Regions from separate parts of the Danio rerio genome. Here region 1 is linked to region 2. Evidence: chromatin contacts called from public Hi-C data. All regions are on one chromosome and are shown on one strand. Each heading gives the region's core, a stretch centred on a gene start, on an enhancer-like site or on the middle of the called end of the contact. The rest is flanking DNA. Distances are from core to core; before and after follow the strand shown. Region 1 holds the start of gatad2b (GATA zinc finger domain containing 2B). Region 2 has its middle 15 kb from the start of gnrhr1.

The links. Hi-C and Micro-C count contacts between places; a contact is called where the count stands out from the background.
Region 1: a contact with region 2 is called in a Hi-C map of embryo, with 2.7 times the contacts expected there. The contact joins the promoter of gatad2b here to the enhancer-like site in region 2. A contact is called at or near these places in 7 of 18 Hi-C or Micro-C datasets (caudal fin, embryo, hematopoietic stem cells and 2 more) and 3 of 4 datasets of contacts at active chromatin or transcription factors (caudal fin, embryo and gastrula embryo).

The regions. Positions count from the first base shown.
Region 1 is chr19:44,496,760-44,503,939 of GRCz12tu, reverse strand. gatad2b (GATA zinc finger domain containing 2B) reads right to left here and starts at 5,923. Exons shown (of 10, transcript NM_001044975.1): 1 at 5,571-5,923; 2 at 1,501-1,630; 3 at 1,273-1,404. The coding sequence starts at 5,923. It also overlaps a transcript of trioa not described here.
Region 2 is chr19:44,420,196-44,427,856 of GRCz12tu, reverse strand. It overlaps a transcript of trioa not described here. Among named protein-coding and RNA genes, the nearest start is that of gnrhr1, 15 kb to the right of the region's middle. Within about 2 kb of position 3,341, at least 9 of the 62 cell types and tissues checked have an H3K27ac peak or open chromatin away from gene starts, as enhancers often do. A contact at or near this core is called in caudal fin, where this site is marked.

The sequences.
Region 1 (7,180 bases), core at 4,674-7,173, 74 kb before region 2:
GTTGATGAAGATACTCTTCTTTTTTTTTTAGAAGAGAATATGATCAACCTTTGTTGACATATGCAGAATGTTTTGTGTCAGGTGCCGTTTAAGTGTTAAGGTTTTCATGCTAGCACTTGCAAGCTTTTCTAAGCATAAAAGACAAAGCAGGACTTCCTCTGCCTCTGGACCTCTGCCGGCAATAAAACTACGATCGAGGTGGGACTGATCATATTTTCTGTGTGGCTTCTTTTTAGATTTGGTTTGATCTGAAGACGTATCAGAAGTCTGCGACGCCTTTAGTGTTAAAAACTTTCCCATTTTGCCAAACACTTTGCGGCTGCGTTCATGAATGCTGCACGCTATTGACGGACACCTGACAGTTAAACACAAATGAATCTGACTCAGTCATTCAATGAATGCTAATCCAGACTGTTTGAGAGGGGTCTGGCTGCAGACGTGGTGCAGTGCAATCTGGGCTGCATCCAATGCCTAACCCCACCCCTAATCCTACCCGTCACAGTGACGTCACTAGCTCCATTTGAGTGCATTGTGTCTGACATTGCATCGCTGAGTGATGCAGTCTCAGCTTGCATCATAAAGGCTGCATCCAGATACTATTGGACTGTTTCAGTTCATGTGTTTGAACCTAAATGGTTCATTTGAAAAACAGAATAGTCTCTAAAGAGTTGTTTGCTCGTACTGGTTTTGACTCACCGCAACGTAAATATAGCTGCAACAAAGTGACGTTGCACGACCCACCTTTCTTCGCTGTGCGACCCACTAGCTCTAAATTATGCTTATTTTACCAAAATAAAATATGATCATGCCTTGACGTTTAATTTTTAATTAGGACAGTAAGGTCTAACTTTGCTCAGACAAAAGTCTTGTCACTAAACAGAAACAATGTCCAGTATAGAATGTCATGCTGCAATGGAGAAAGAATGAATACTGTGTTTGACTCCCATGAGCTTGGAGGACTGCATCCATACATCTCTACAATGACTCAAATCACTTATTAATAAAGTCATTTGGAATGCCAAAGAAATAATTTTTGCGTTCATCAAGATTCTTTGGATTCATCTTCAATGCCTCCTCCATCTTATTCTTACCCCAGGCATGCTCAATGTTCATGTCTGGTAACCACAAAATTATCAATGTGAGCTGACAAAATCATCCGGTTAGTTTTGATTTCTTGTACATTAATAATGTTTGGTGAATCCAGCCCCAGCACTACTAAGCCCTGACTGTTGTGTAAAAGGCAGTACAGGTTATACAGAGTATTTCTCTGACCTTTTGCACCACGTTCTCCTTCTGCATTTGGCTCTGTCTGAGTTTCTTCAGGAGCACCAGCTTGGCCTCCTCCAGCCGGAGCTCCTCTCGGAGAGCTTTGATCATCTGCTGCCGCTCCTCGCCGGTTTTCCCCTGCAGAACAAACACACAGAGGTTCATCTAACACATTTAAAAACTTAAGGGTGATTAAACAACTGAGAAAATAGATTCCTCCATGGGACACTGTACCTTAAACATCTCTAGGTTGGCCTGGTGCTGTTTCTCCTCAGGATGAGGTGTGCTTCGTGGGCTGGACGCCTCGTTGTCTGATAAAATGATGACGTCTGGTGACGGAGTGCGTCGCTCTCTGACCATTTCGCTGTGAAATTCAAAATCAGAGTGAGCTTTTTTTTAAATAAAGGTTAGTTAACAACTTTTGACTCCAAAATTAAATATTCCGTCTTTTGTTTATTCACTCTTTACTCAATCAAAACCTATTGGATTTTCTTTTTTCCGTTAAACACAAAAGAAGATATTTTGAAGAATGCTGGTAGCTGGCATCCATTGACTTCTATAGTAACCAAGATTCTTCAAAATATTGTCCTTTGCGTACAACAGAGGAAAGGTTTAAAGGTTTAAAAATGATGAGGCATGTTTCATTATAGGTTGAACTATCCCTTTTATTTATTTTCTGATATTTGACTTAAATAAAAAAAAAGTTCTGAAATGTGCTGCAACTTTCAAACTTTCAAAATGACTTGAATCAGTGTTAACATCGAGCAAACAAAACAAGCAAGGTATATTTGAGTAGTTCTATAGTGCATTTCACATTCCTTTAGTTTCAGTTTCACTTTAAGTTGTTACACTCTGATAATTATAATAGATGCTTTATATAGTGTTTCAAGTCAAGTCAAACTTTATAGAGCACTTTAAATACACAGAAGTGAGCCAAAGTGCTGTACTGAAAATATACAACAAAATGAGCATAATAGTCTATAAAATACATGATAAAATAAAGCTTAACTACCAAAGTAGGGACAAAAATTAAAATAACCAGTTTTTAAGATCAGGTGTCAGATGCTAACAAAAACAAATGAGTTTTAAGAGCTGATTTAAATGAGAACACTGAAGAGGCATGTCTAATTCCAAAGTCTAGGACCCGCCACAGCGAAAGCACGATCCCTACTAAGCTTACGCTTTGTTTTTGGAACAATCAGAAGCAGCTGATCAGCTGACCTGAGAGAACGAGTAGGTTTATAGAGGTGTATCAGCTCAGAGATATAAGGTGGGGCAAGACCATTTAGAAACTTTAAAACAAATAAAAGATTCTTAAACTGGGGAAATGTGGTTACATTTGAGAGTAGCGGTTAACAGGCGTGATGCAGCATTTTGCCCCATTTGCAAAACGGGCAATAGTTGACCTGTTACTCCCCACATACAGTGCATTACAGTAATCTAACAGAGTGGTCATAAAAGCATTTATCACAGTCTCAAACAGTTGTTTTAGTATATATTTCTTTATTTTTGCTAATTGTCTTAGTTGAAAAAAAGCTAATACAGCTCTTATCTGATTGTCAAATATAAGATCAAATTTCACTCCTAAATTTGTGACTGCAGGCTGTGGTAACAAATCAAAACTGAATAGAGGAGTCCCAACGGTACCTTCAAAAACCATTACTTCAGTATGTTTTAGTGTTTGGCACCATCATTTCTGCTTAGTTCATTCACTTTTTAGTTTTGACTAATGATAAAGTCTAAGTGAACCAGAAGTCGCTGCAACTTTTAATGAATGCAATAATAATGTCTGTCTTTGCTTTACACTAGTCAATAGAGGGAATGAGGGAAAGTGAAATAAAACTAAACGTCTATAAACATATGTTTTGAATTTTAATGATATTTTATGATCACTTCTAAATGTACACGGCAAAACAATTGTTTTCTTTGTCAATTTTCAAGTGTAATGATCTAAACATTCTTAAGTCAAGAAGCATTTTTAGTAGTGTTGTCACACTAGCGTTTTAAAGCCGTGAAGATCAGTCGATTCATCAGCTGATCACTCGTATGTTAGCTTATAAACAGACCAGCTGATCTTTGTGGCTTTTAAATACTCTAGTGTACCTGTACCTGTAGTTACAGTAAACACTGGTGAGTTCGGTGAACTTTTGGCCAATCACAGTCAATTCTGTTGAGCACGTGAACACAATGGCAAATCAGCGGTTTAAGACCACTCAACAGCACTCAAATGTTAGCAGGAAATGGACGTTTCAGTACTGATTGATATCGAATTCCAGCATCGTGACAACCCTATTTTCTAGACAAGAAAATAATATTGTTTTGTTTTCAGAAATATTAAGTCAAAATTAAGTCAGTTTTTAACTTAAAACAAGCAAATCTGGCAGTGGGGTGAGAAAAAGAACCTTGTTTTTTAATTGAATTCAGTTCATTTTGTTCAGACTAGAGGTGTCCAAAGCAGGGCTTACAGGCCAAAGTTGGCCCACGGTAACCTTTGGTTTGGCCCACCAATATATCTAAAAAGAGAGGGAGAATGATAGAGAGTTGATAAGGGGCAAATGCCTTTGGCAGAGATCGTCATTTCCAATTAAACTTAACTTTTTGTTTCTTTGCTTATTTGAGGAGCAACTAAAATTAAATGCTGTAAATGAATCAGACTTAAAATGTAAATACTGCAACATGACAGATAGAGAACAATGCACAAAACATCAGCGAGCAAATCAACGCGAAGACAGGAGCAGCTTGACTAGTGTATTCAGCATTGCTCTCTATTTTGTTATGAATGGGATTAAAGCTGCACGATTCAGGCTAAAATGAGAATCACGATTTTATTGCTTTAAATAAAGATCACGATTTTCTCCTGATTCTATAGATGGAAAATAAAGACTAATATGAGTAGGATATTATTATTGTTATTCCTCAAACATATGATAAAACAATAGTAATATTATTATGTGTAGGTCTAATGTTGGTTACAATGCTAAATTCTTTAATGACTTGGAATGGTGGACTTGAGCAGACTTTGAATATGTCCTGGTCATTAATGCACAGTAAAGTGATGACATCAGAATACAACTATTCATAATTCTGATATTAAATTACAATGTTTGAGGCATATGCTTGTCATTTGTCATTGACAACATAATTAGATAATTTTTTCTGCTGGTAAAAATCAGACATTTGTCATTATCAGATTCCCTCTTGTGTTATATTATATTATTATATAGCCTACAGCAGCTAAACTGACAGTGTTAAACATTTATTCTCATGCACAACACTCTGTGTTCACTATGAAAGAAAAAAACATAGTAAATGCTTGTCGCAATCATAACTCTAAAATGTGATATAATTATTTAAATGATGTTCGCACTTTCGGTTTCATTTTCACTGCTAAATGCTGTTCATACATCCCGCGCGGCTCCCAATAAATCACTCTGTGCAACAAACGAAACTTATTTACAACTTTATTACCTGTTATTCACAGCCTACGCAGGTTCTGTTTACTAAAGTAGAAACACGCTTGTCTATAATTAAGTAAAGTCCGCACCCACCCTCTCTGTGGTAACAGCTCACAGTCAGCAGCTCACGTCACGTGTGATTTCGTGGCCATGCATACATCATTACATGAAGACAGAAATGAAAATTTTGGGGGAATAATACCTTATAAATACAGTATGTGACTTTCAACACCATTTGGAGGTGTCCATGTCACTGAGCAACGTATATAAAACAACCTGAAGATCTATGCGACCGCCTTTATGCTTCTCTCCTGAACATGAAAATATGATTGGCAGAATCGTAGAAATGCTGGGTCGAATCGCAATTGCAATCTTTTTTCGATTAATCGTGCAGCACTAAATGGGATTATGTTTTTACTATAATAAGCTCATTAGAAAAGGTTAAAAATGACACTGCATCATTAATTAATATGTTTTAAAGCAATGTTTTCTAGTTATTTTTAAATATTAGCAAATAAATTAGGAAATTACCCATGGCAAATTTAACGTAACACGGTTTGTGTATATTCAACTTCGGCCCACAGCCCTCATTAAAGTAAGGCTTTTGGCCCCAGTGGCAGATTACTTTGCTTGTTTTAGGTAAAAACTAATTTAATTTCGACTTTGGCTTGTTTCTTGTTTTAAATTAAGAAGAATGCTAAGTAAGAAAAGCATTTTTGCAGTGTAATAACAAAATGCGACTTGTACAACAATGCAACCTTCCAGTGTTGACCTGGCTCATAGTCAAGTGTGACTTATTTCCTGAAAAACACAGCACAAAAATACACAGCACTTGTCCCGAAAGCTCACCTCCTTCTGGCACTCATGTCAACTGGCTCATCCACTATGTTTTCCTTCCCGTTCTTACTGGGACCTCCGTGGCCCCCGACTCTCAAACTTCCATTCATCTTCTCCTCGTAGGCCACAGCTCCCATCAGCCCCTGGCTTCCACAGGGCCCTTTGCCCTCTGCCATGGCTGCCGCAACAGCCGCCCCCTCCAAAGCGGCCAGATCCTTACGTTTGAGGAGGGCGAGCATCTTCAGCCTCTCCATGGCCTCGTGACCGTCCATCTTAAGGCGCTTGGCCTCCTCCCGCTCATCCGGCGCCTCCAGACCCCGCTTCAGCAGGTTCAGCCTCAACGCCTCCTCAGACATCCGCTCCATCCTGTTTGAAAAAAACACACACCAGTTCAGCTTTAATCATTCAAAGTAGTGAGGCAGGTGCAAAGTTTATTATAATCATCGATTTCTATGGTGCCACAAACGTAAATATTGGGCTGTGAACAATGTGAAGCATTCATTGTTTTCTAAAGTGTCCACCTTCACTGACTTTCCCACATTCGAGAGAGTTACGGTGTGGAGAAGCCCCAAAGAAGCATACCACCCTGACTGTTGCATACCCAGAGTGAAGCATGGGGGTGGATCAGTGATGGTTTAGGCTGCAATATCATGGCATTCCCAAGGCCCGATACTTGTGCTAGATGGCCAGGTCACTGCACAAGGACTACCGAACCATTCTGCAGCACCATGTACACCCAATGATTCAAACACTGTATCCAGAAGGCAGTGCCGTGTATTAGAATAATAATACACCAATACACACAGCAAGACATGCAACAGAGTGGTTTGATGAACATAAAAAATGAAGTTAAACATCTCTCACAGTCACCCGATCACTATATTATTGAATCACTAAGGAGTGTTTTGGGGAAGAGAGTCAGGAAACATTTTCCTCCATCTGCATCACAAGACCTGGCCGCTATTCCAGAAGAAGAATAGCTCAAAATCCCTCTGGCCACAGTGCAGGACTTGTATATCAATCATTCCCAAAACAAACTGATGCTGTATTGGATGCAAAAGGAGGCTTACGCCATACTAATGAATAATTGTGTTCTAAAATCAGGTTCATTGTCCAACCCCTGTATGTCAGGTTGGATTTTTATGTCTTGGACAAATAATAAAAAAATAAATAAAAAATAAATAAATAAATATATATATATATATATATATATATATATATATATATATATATATATATATATATATATATATATATATATATATATATATTTATATATATATATATATATATATTTATATCAATATATATATATATATATATTTATATCAATATATATATATATATATATATATATATATATATATATATATATATATATACATATATATATATATATATATATATATATATTGATATAAATATATATATATATATATAAATATATATATATATATATATATATATATATATATATATATATATATATATATAATTATTATTATTATTATTATTATTTATTTATTTTTATTATTTGTTCAAGACATAAAAATAATATATATTTTATAAATATATATATTATAAATTTTTTTTTCTTTTTCGAAATAGCAGTTGAAAGTTAA
Region 2 (7,661 bases), core at 2,092-4,591:
TATACAAACCCATTTAAATAAAGTTTGAGCATTTAATTATATTATATTAAGAAAAGGCACGATATATAAGATTTTGTTCACACATTACAGTAATATTTCATTAGTTGAGCTAATTAATGTATTTAATTACATGAACTAAGTATAAGCAGGGGCAACATGGTGGCTCAGTGGTCACCTCACAGCAAGAAGGTCGCTGGTTCGAGTCCCCGCTGGGTCAGTTGGCATTTCTGTGTGGAGTTTGTATGTTATCCATGTGTTGATGTCCGGTTCTTTCAAACACATGCGCTACAGGTCAATCAAAGTTTCTGAAAGCAAAGAAGTTCAAGGGCCAAGGATTGGCCAGCCCAGTCACCAGATATGAACATTATTGAGTATGTCTGGGGTAAGATGAAGGAGGATGTATTGAAGATGAATCTAAACAATCTTGATGAACTTTGGGAGTCCTGCAAGAACACTTTCTTTGCCATTCCAGATGACTTCTAGTTATTTGAGTCATTGCAAAGATGTACAGAAATGCCAACTGGCCCAGCCAGGACTTGAACCAGCAACCTTTTTTTTTTTTCCTGTGAGGCGACAGTGCTAACCACTGAGCCACCGTGCTGCCCTGCTTGTGAAATATTTAAAAAATAAAAATTTACAAAAGGGCTAATAATTCTGGCTTCAACTGTATATGAAGTGTGATGCAGCCATCAAAATCAAAAATTGTTTATATTTAAAATCTATTTGCTCACTGAATTTTTAAAAAAATATATATATATATTTTTCAATTAAATAAATTGTAAAAGCAATGAACAAATCATTGTCTTTTTGTTGCATTTTAAGAAACGTCTCCAGATGTTCAGAAGTGGTGCTGTACATAATATTCATACACAAAAGAGTGCCAACTGCTTCACTTCATATCTGTGAATTAGGTCTTATAGTTTTTACACCTCTGTTACTTGCGATGTTTCTTGTGATCCCACATTAGAAAAGTGTAAAAACCGTCACAAGATGGACAGCTTCATTAGAGAGTCTCACATTTTTACCCACAATCAAACTGGTCGAAATCAGCAGGAGGTCTGCATTAAAGACTACATCTAAGCAGAGTAAGCGGTTTAACTCCAGATTAAAAACTCTGAATTAAACATAATGATAAAAACACAAACAGCAGCTACGTCTGTGAAGCTTTTAAATGAGCGAATTCAGAATTTTTACTAGCAAATTCTCAAATTGTGTGTTGTATTTTGGCTCGTTTTTTCTGAGTGGTACAGTACGGTACGGTTCAGGTCGGTACAGGTCACCTTTATCAGGCTTGCATTTCCACTACCAAGTATACCCTTTTGGAGGGCGTGGTGTACGACAGAAAGTTTAAGTCGAATAATTGTCTACAGTAAAGCTGTAGGGGTCGCTTACATATAATATGAGAAGCACTTCTCACAAAACAGATGCTTTATACACAAATAATTGTTTATAAATGTTTATTACTAACTTCTATGAACAGGATTTGATTACAACAGCAGATCAATGACAGTGCGAAATAGGCTTCTGTAACGTTTGCAATTACATTAAATAAATATATAAATGCAACATAAATTAAAACATACAGCCCCTTACAGTCTGCGATATATTATTAATTACAGAAAAACTACACACAGCAGACATTTAGTACTTATTTTAGTTCAAAAACACACACGATATAACCCACAGTCAGCGCAAACCTCTCTGTGTCTGTAATCTTCACCAGCAAATGTAATGTTAAGCTCTGTTTGAGAGTAATTTTGTCATTCCCAGTTCATAATAGTCCAAAAGGCAAAGATAAATATGGCAGTTTGTTCATGATTCATGCTAAAACAATTTTGATCTTGAGTTTTGTCGGGCTTCTCTTTTTTTTCGCGCTTCACTCTCGCGCTTGTCCTTTTCTTTCTGAATGGATCAGATGACGGAGACACTTCAATAATCACGCACACATTATTATCATCAGCTCAAGAAGTTCGTTATTTCAAATATAGACGCGATCGCGAGCTCCCGGAAGAAAGCGAATAAAGCAAATAAAGGCTCGTAAAGCAACAACAGGACATGGCAGATTTTTCTTCTTGGCTTTGTGTCTGTTTATCAAGACGACGACAAGGTTTGTTTGAGCTCGGGTCATCCATGGCTTGTTATTATATGCACATAGTATTTCCATGTAATCTCTCTGTTTACAATCTGTCTAGCTCCAAAAGCTCGTGATGTATCTCTGTAACCAATCAGCATTCGGCTGCGTGTGTTGCTCCACCTTTTGGTACCCTTTCTCGTTTTTGGTACCCTTTCGAAAGGGTGCCGAAAAAGTGGTACGGTTCGGTTTGGTTCGGTTTTTGACAGTGGAAACGGCCATGAAAGTGTACCAAACCGAACCGTACCGTACCACTCAGTGGAAATGGGCCATTTATGAATTCTGTTTTCATTTTACAAATTGCATTTTGCAAATGTGATTCGTGCTGTGCATGTATGAACTTTATTTTGTAAATTTTTTCATTTTTAGGACTGATCTAGCTCTATATTCTACCTGACGTCAACATAGAAAGACTTCAAACACAAAGCTAATAGTCAAACTATAACTAAAAATGATCAAAACAAACTTTGGCCACACTTTAATTTGATGGGTTCGTTTGTTAAGTTACATTGCATCTTCATGCCAGTAGACTGTTAGGTTGGGGTTAGAATTAGTGTAAGTCGACATGTAGTTTCTTATAGTCAGTTAAATGTCTGTTTAGCAGCAGTATCAATACTCAGTCTACTAATACTTAAATGGACCATCAAAATAAAGCGTTACCCAAACTTTTTTTTCAGTGGATTAACAAATTTTTTAAGTGTGCTGGCAAAATACACTGTACATTTCAATACACTTTAAAACATCCTCTTTTGTGTTCAACAGAAAAACGAACTAATGAAGTTTTAAAGGGGATCGCCACAGTGGAATGAACCACAACTCATCCAGCAAATGTGCAGCGGATGCCCTTTCAGCTGCAACCCAGTACTGGGAAACACCCATACACACACACTACGGCTTAGTTTATACGATTTAGCGCTTATTTGGACTGTGGAGTAAACCGGAGCACCCAGAGGAAACCGATGCCAACACAGGGAGAACATGCAAACTTCTTTTGTGATTAACAGTAGAAATAATCTAATAAGGAGAATAAATGATGCGTTAATTGAGATTTTGGAGTGAACAACCCCTTTAACATGTATTTGAGCGAATAAAACAGCATTAACATCAGATGTTATTTTTGTCTAGATGTACTGTACACAACTAGGTGACATTTACTTGTCCTTGTTTAGTGAGTTAGTCTCCCACCTGCTGGTCATTCTGAAAGATACAGATGGCGGATTTATATAACAGACACACACACACACACACACACACACACACACACACACACACACACACACACACACACCAAGAACACTTTCAGAGTTTTTCCTCCGGGTTACACTCCACAGTAAACGCTTTTAATGTACTATGTTATTGTATCACTGTCATTTTAACAGCACGAATATTCTCCCCAGATTTAAACATATACAGAGATAACCGCGTGTTGTAACTTCACGCTTGATTTATCATCACCGATGTATGACAGTTCTCCGATCGCATGTTAGAGATTATTCCTCATTGCTAATTAATGTTCAAAATGAAGAGGTAGGCAGACGGCAGACAGGGAGTAATTAAGCTTCATGTTAATGAGTTACAGCTCAGTAAGGTTTGAATAACATTAAGCATAAGACAGAAAGTGGAGGAGCTGTCAATGCCTTCACGCGTCCGCATGCTGATTATAGAGAACAGACCAATCAATATTCAGCTTCAAATTCAGCACACCGGAGGATTAAGATATTAATATCGCTATCATCAATATCAGATATGCGACGTCAACAACGGAGACAGCATCAAATCCGTTCTTAAGCTCGCAGACAGGAGAGAGATGTTATGTAAACACCCAAAGTGCATATTAAATAATCTCATGAATGTTATGCAATCTGTCAACTAAAGACTGCAGTGCGCGTGACACACACACACACACACACACACACACAAAATTAGCTAATGCATATTAAGGTGAAGAAAGATATTTTATAAAGAGATCTTTGTTCAAAGCAATCGAGTTTCTTGCTGTCATCGAGAAAAAAATTAAACATTTGCAATAATAAAAAAAATTGCAGTAGACTATAATATATTTCTCTATCATATTATTTGTGAGCATTTTAAATAATGTATTGGGTAAGACAGTTGCAGTTTTATTAGGTATAGATCAGTGGTCTCAAACTAAATTGCTGGAGGGCCGCAGCTCTGCAGAGTTTAGCTCCAACCACCTCAAACTCACACCTGCTTAATAGTCTCTAGTAGTTTTGAACACCAGGATTAGTTGATTAGGCTGGGTTTGATTAGGGTTGGAGCAAAACTGCAGAGCTGCGGCTCCCAGAATTACAGTTTGAGATGCTATGGATTGCTCAGTGTTGTTTCATATATCGTAAAATGTTTTCGGATACACATTGACACAATCAGGGGATATTTTAAACCCTCTTGTGTCTGCGTTTAGCGCAGTAGGAAGATGTTGCCAGCAGAGGGCAGCACAACCTAAAAGACATTGGCTGTCAAACTTGCTCTATAATCCACACCTACTATGAAAAATGGTGTCAATTATTTTAAAAGTATACATTTTATAATTACATTTATTGAATACAATTTCATTTCATTTAAAATCAATACATTTAATCCCATTTTAAATAACGGTGCACATACTTTAAAAATTTTGGAGTGTCTTCAAAGCTGAATTCTTATTAAAACACAATTTATAGTTTTCTTGATTAATATTAATAACAACAACAACAACAATAATAATAATATTAACAATAATAATAATAACAATAGTGATAATAACAACAACAATAATAATAATAACAATAGTGATAATAACAATAGTGATAATAACAAAGTGCCAGTAAAGACAATTTTATATAAAAAAAAAAAAAAAAAGATTTTATGCTTTACAATTTTTATTTTGTTCTATTTAATTATTATTATTATTATCCATTCATTTTCTTTTTGGCTTAGTCCCTTTATCAATCACGGGTCGCCACAGCAAAATGAATCGTCAACTATTCCAGTATATGTTTTATGCAGCGGATACCCTTCCAGCCGCAACCCTTCACTGTGAAACACTCTTTCACGCACATTCTTCAATTCACCCAGCACATGTCTTTGGACTGGGAGAAACCGGAGCACCCAGGGGAAACCCATCCGAACACGGGAGAACATCCAACTCACAGAAATGCCAACTGATCCGGTGACCTTTTTGCTGCGCTACCCACGGGACACTGTGATGCCACATTATTATTATTATTATTGTTATTATTATTATTATTATTATTATTATCATCAATTTATTAAAGACACATTAAATTGATCAGAACAGTTTGAAAGTAGGACATACCTGGCATAGTTACATTTTGCAAAATACATTTAATTTAATTAAAATTTTAGTTTTAATTAAGCTTTAATGAGGACCTATTTTAAAATGTAATTTATTCCTGGAGTTCAAAGCTGAATTCTAATATATTGATACAGTTGTAGTCAGAATTATTACAATTTATTTAACTCATCTCTAATAACTGATTTATTTTTTATCTTTGCCATGATGACAGTAAATAATATTTTACTGGATATTTTTCAAGACACTTCTATACAGCTTAAAGTGACATTTAAAGGCTTAACTAGGTTAATTAGCTTAACTAGGCAGGTTAGGGTAATTAGACAAGTTAGTGTATAACGATGGTTTGTTCTGTAGAAAAATATATTGCTTAAAAGGGCTAATAATTTTGACCTTAAAATGGTTTTTAAAAAATTTAAAAACTGCTTTTATTCTAGCCAAAATAAAACAAATAAAACTTTCTCCAGAAGAAAAAAACATTATCAGACATACTGTGAAAATGTCCTTGCTCTGTTAAACATCATTTGGGAAATATGAAAAAAGCAAATAATTTTGACTTCAACTATATACTGTTTCTACTATATAATATATATTACTAACCTTAAGAACACAAAATTGATCAAAAATGTCTGTTAAGACATTAATAAGAACCATTTTATATACTTAAAAAGGTCATTTTATGTAATGTTATTTTATACTGCATGTTCATCAAAAATAAAATACAGAATTTTATTATGGTTTCCACAAATATTTTACCTCAGAATTTTATATTCTGATATTAATACCATATATTATTAACTGATCACAATAAAACAGCAAAAATGTTTAAAAAGATCGTGTGATCAAATATCTTGACATACAAAGTAAATGAATATTACTTACCTTATATTTATTTTTATAACTAGTGATATTGATTCTGAACTTGTACATCTCTGCAGCACCAAATAAATAAAACACAATTTGTTGATTAGATCTGTATGTGACCCCATGACCAATAAGAATTTGATCAAACTTTATTTTAAGGTACAATTCTCCCTATTATTAAACCTTTAAGTATGACTTTGCCTCAATAAACTAATAGTTAATAATGTAAGTTAGGTTTAAGCATTGATTATCAATGCAGAACTGCCAACTTTATAATAAACAACCAATATCTTTAGAACAGCCATTTAATAAGCCACTAGTTATTTGTTAGAATTTTTAATGTCTTACCGATTTTTTCAATATATCTTAGTTTAGTCTAATCCTGACATTTTCCGAAATATAAGACTATAACACTTGTACAAAAGTCATAAAAATCTAAATTGCATTTACAACCATTGAGCATGACAGTCTGTCTGCTACATTGTATACAATGTACAAATTAATGTCTACGGGAATATTAAATACTTCTTACACCCCCCCCCCCCCCTGCTCCCTTACAATAACTGGATATTTATTATTTAATTAATGAAATAGGGCACATAAGAATTGAGTAAAATCCTCAACCTCATAATCTGTGATCCAGTTAACCTTGGATAAATGTGACAGCAGAGATCAAACCACAAATGAAAAATGTTCATCAACACTTTCTTGGCAATTAAATTGTCCGCAGAAGCAGATTTAAAAGGCTGCTGCATTTCAATGGCTCCATTAACATATGTGAAATACAAGAGGAGGAGGAGGAATACAAATGAGCTTTAAGAAGAAAAACATGTGTTGCAGTTAAAGCAGTTTGAGCAGCCGTCTGTCACAGAATCCAGTACAGATGCTAACAATAAATGAACACCTTTAGGATATTAGGTTATGGCAATTATGTTCGTAAAGTGCACTGTTAACAAAATTTTTGTGAATTATGTTATCATAAAGTTGCATTGTGTAAAATGACAGTGTACACGTCTTCTGATGGCTACTTCCAGCAGGATAATGCACCATGTCATAAAGCGTTAATCATCTCAGACTGGTTTCTTGAACATGACAATGAGTTCACTGTACTCAAATGGTCTCCACAGTCACCAGCTCTCAATCCAAAGCACCTTTGCGATATGGTTGAACGGGAGATTCGCATCATGGATGTGCAGTCGCCAAATCTGCAGCAACTGCATGATGCTATCATGTCAATATGGACCAAAATCTCTGAGGAATATTTCCAGTACCTTGTTGAATCTTTGCCGCAGAGGATTAAGGCAGTTCTGAAGGCAAAAGTGGATCCAACTCGGTACCAGTTATGTGTACCTA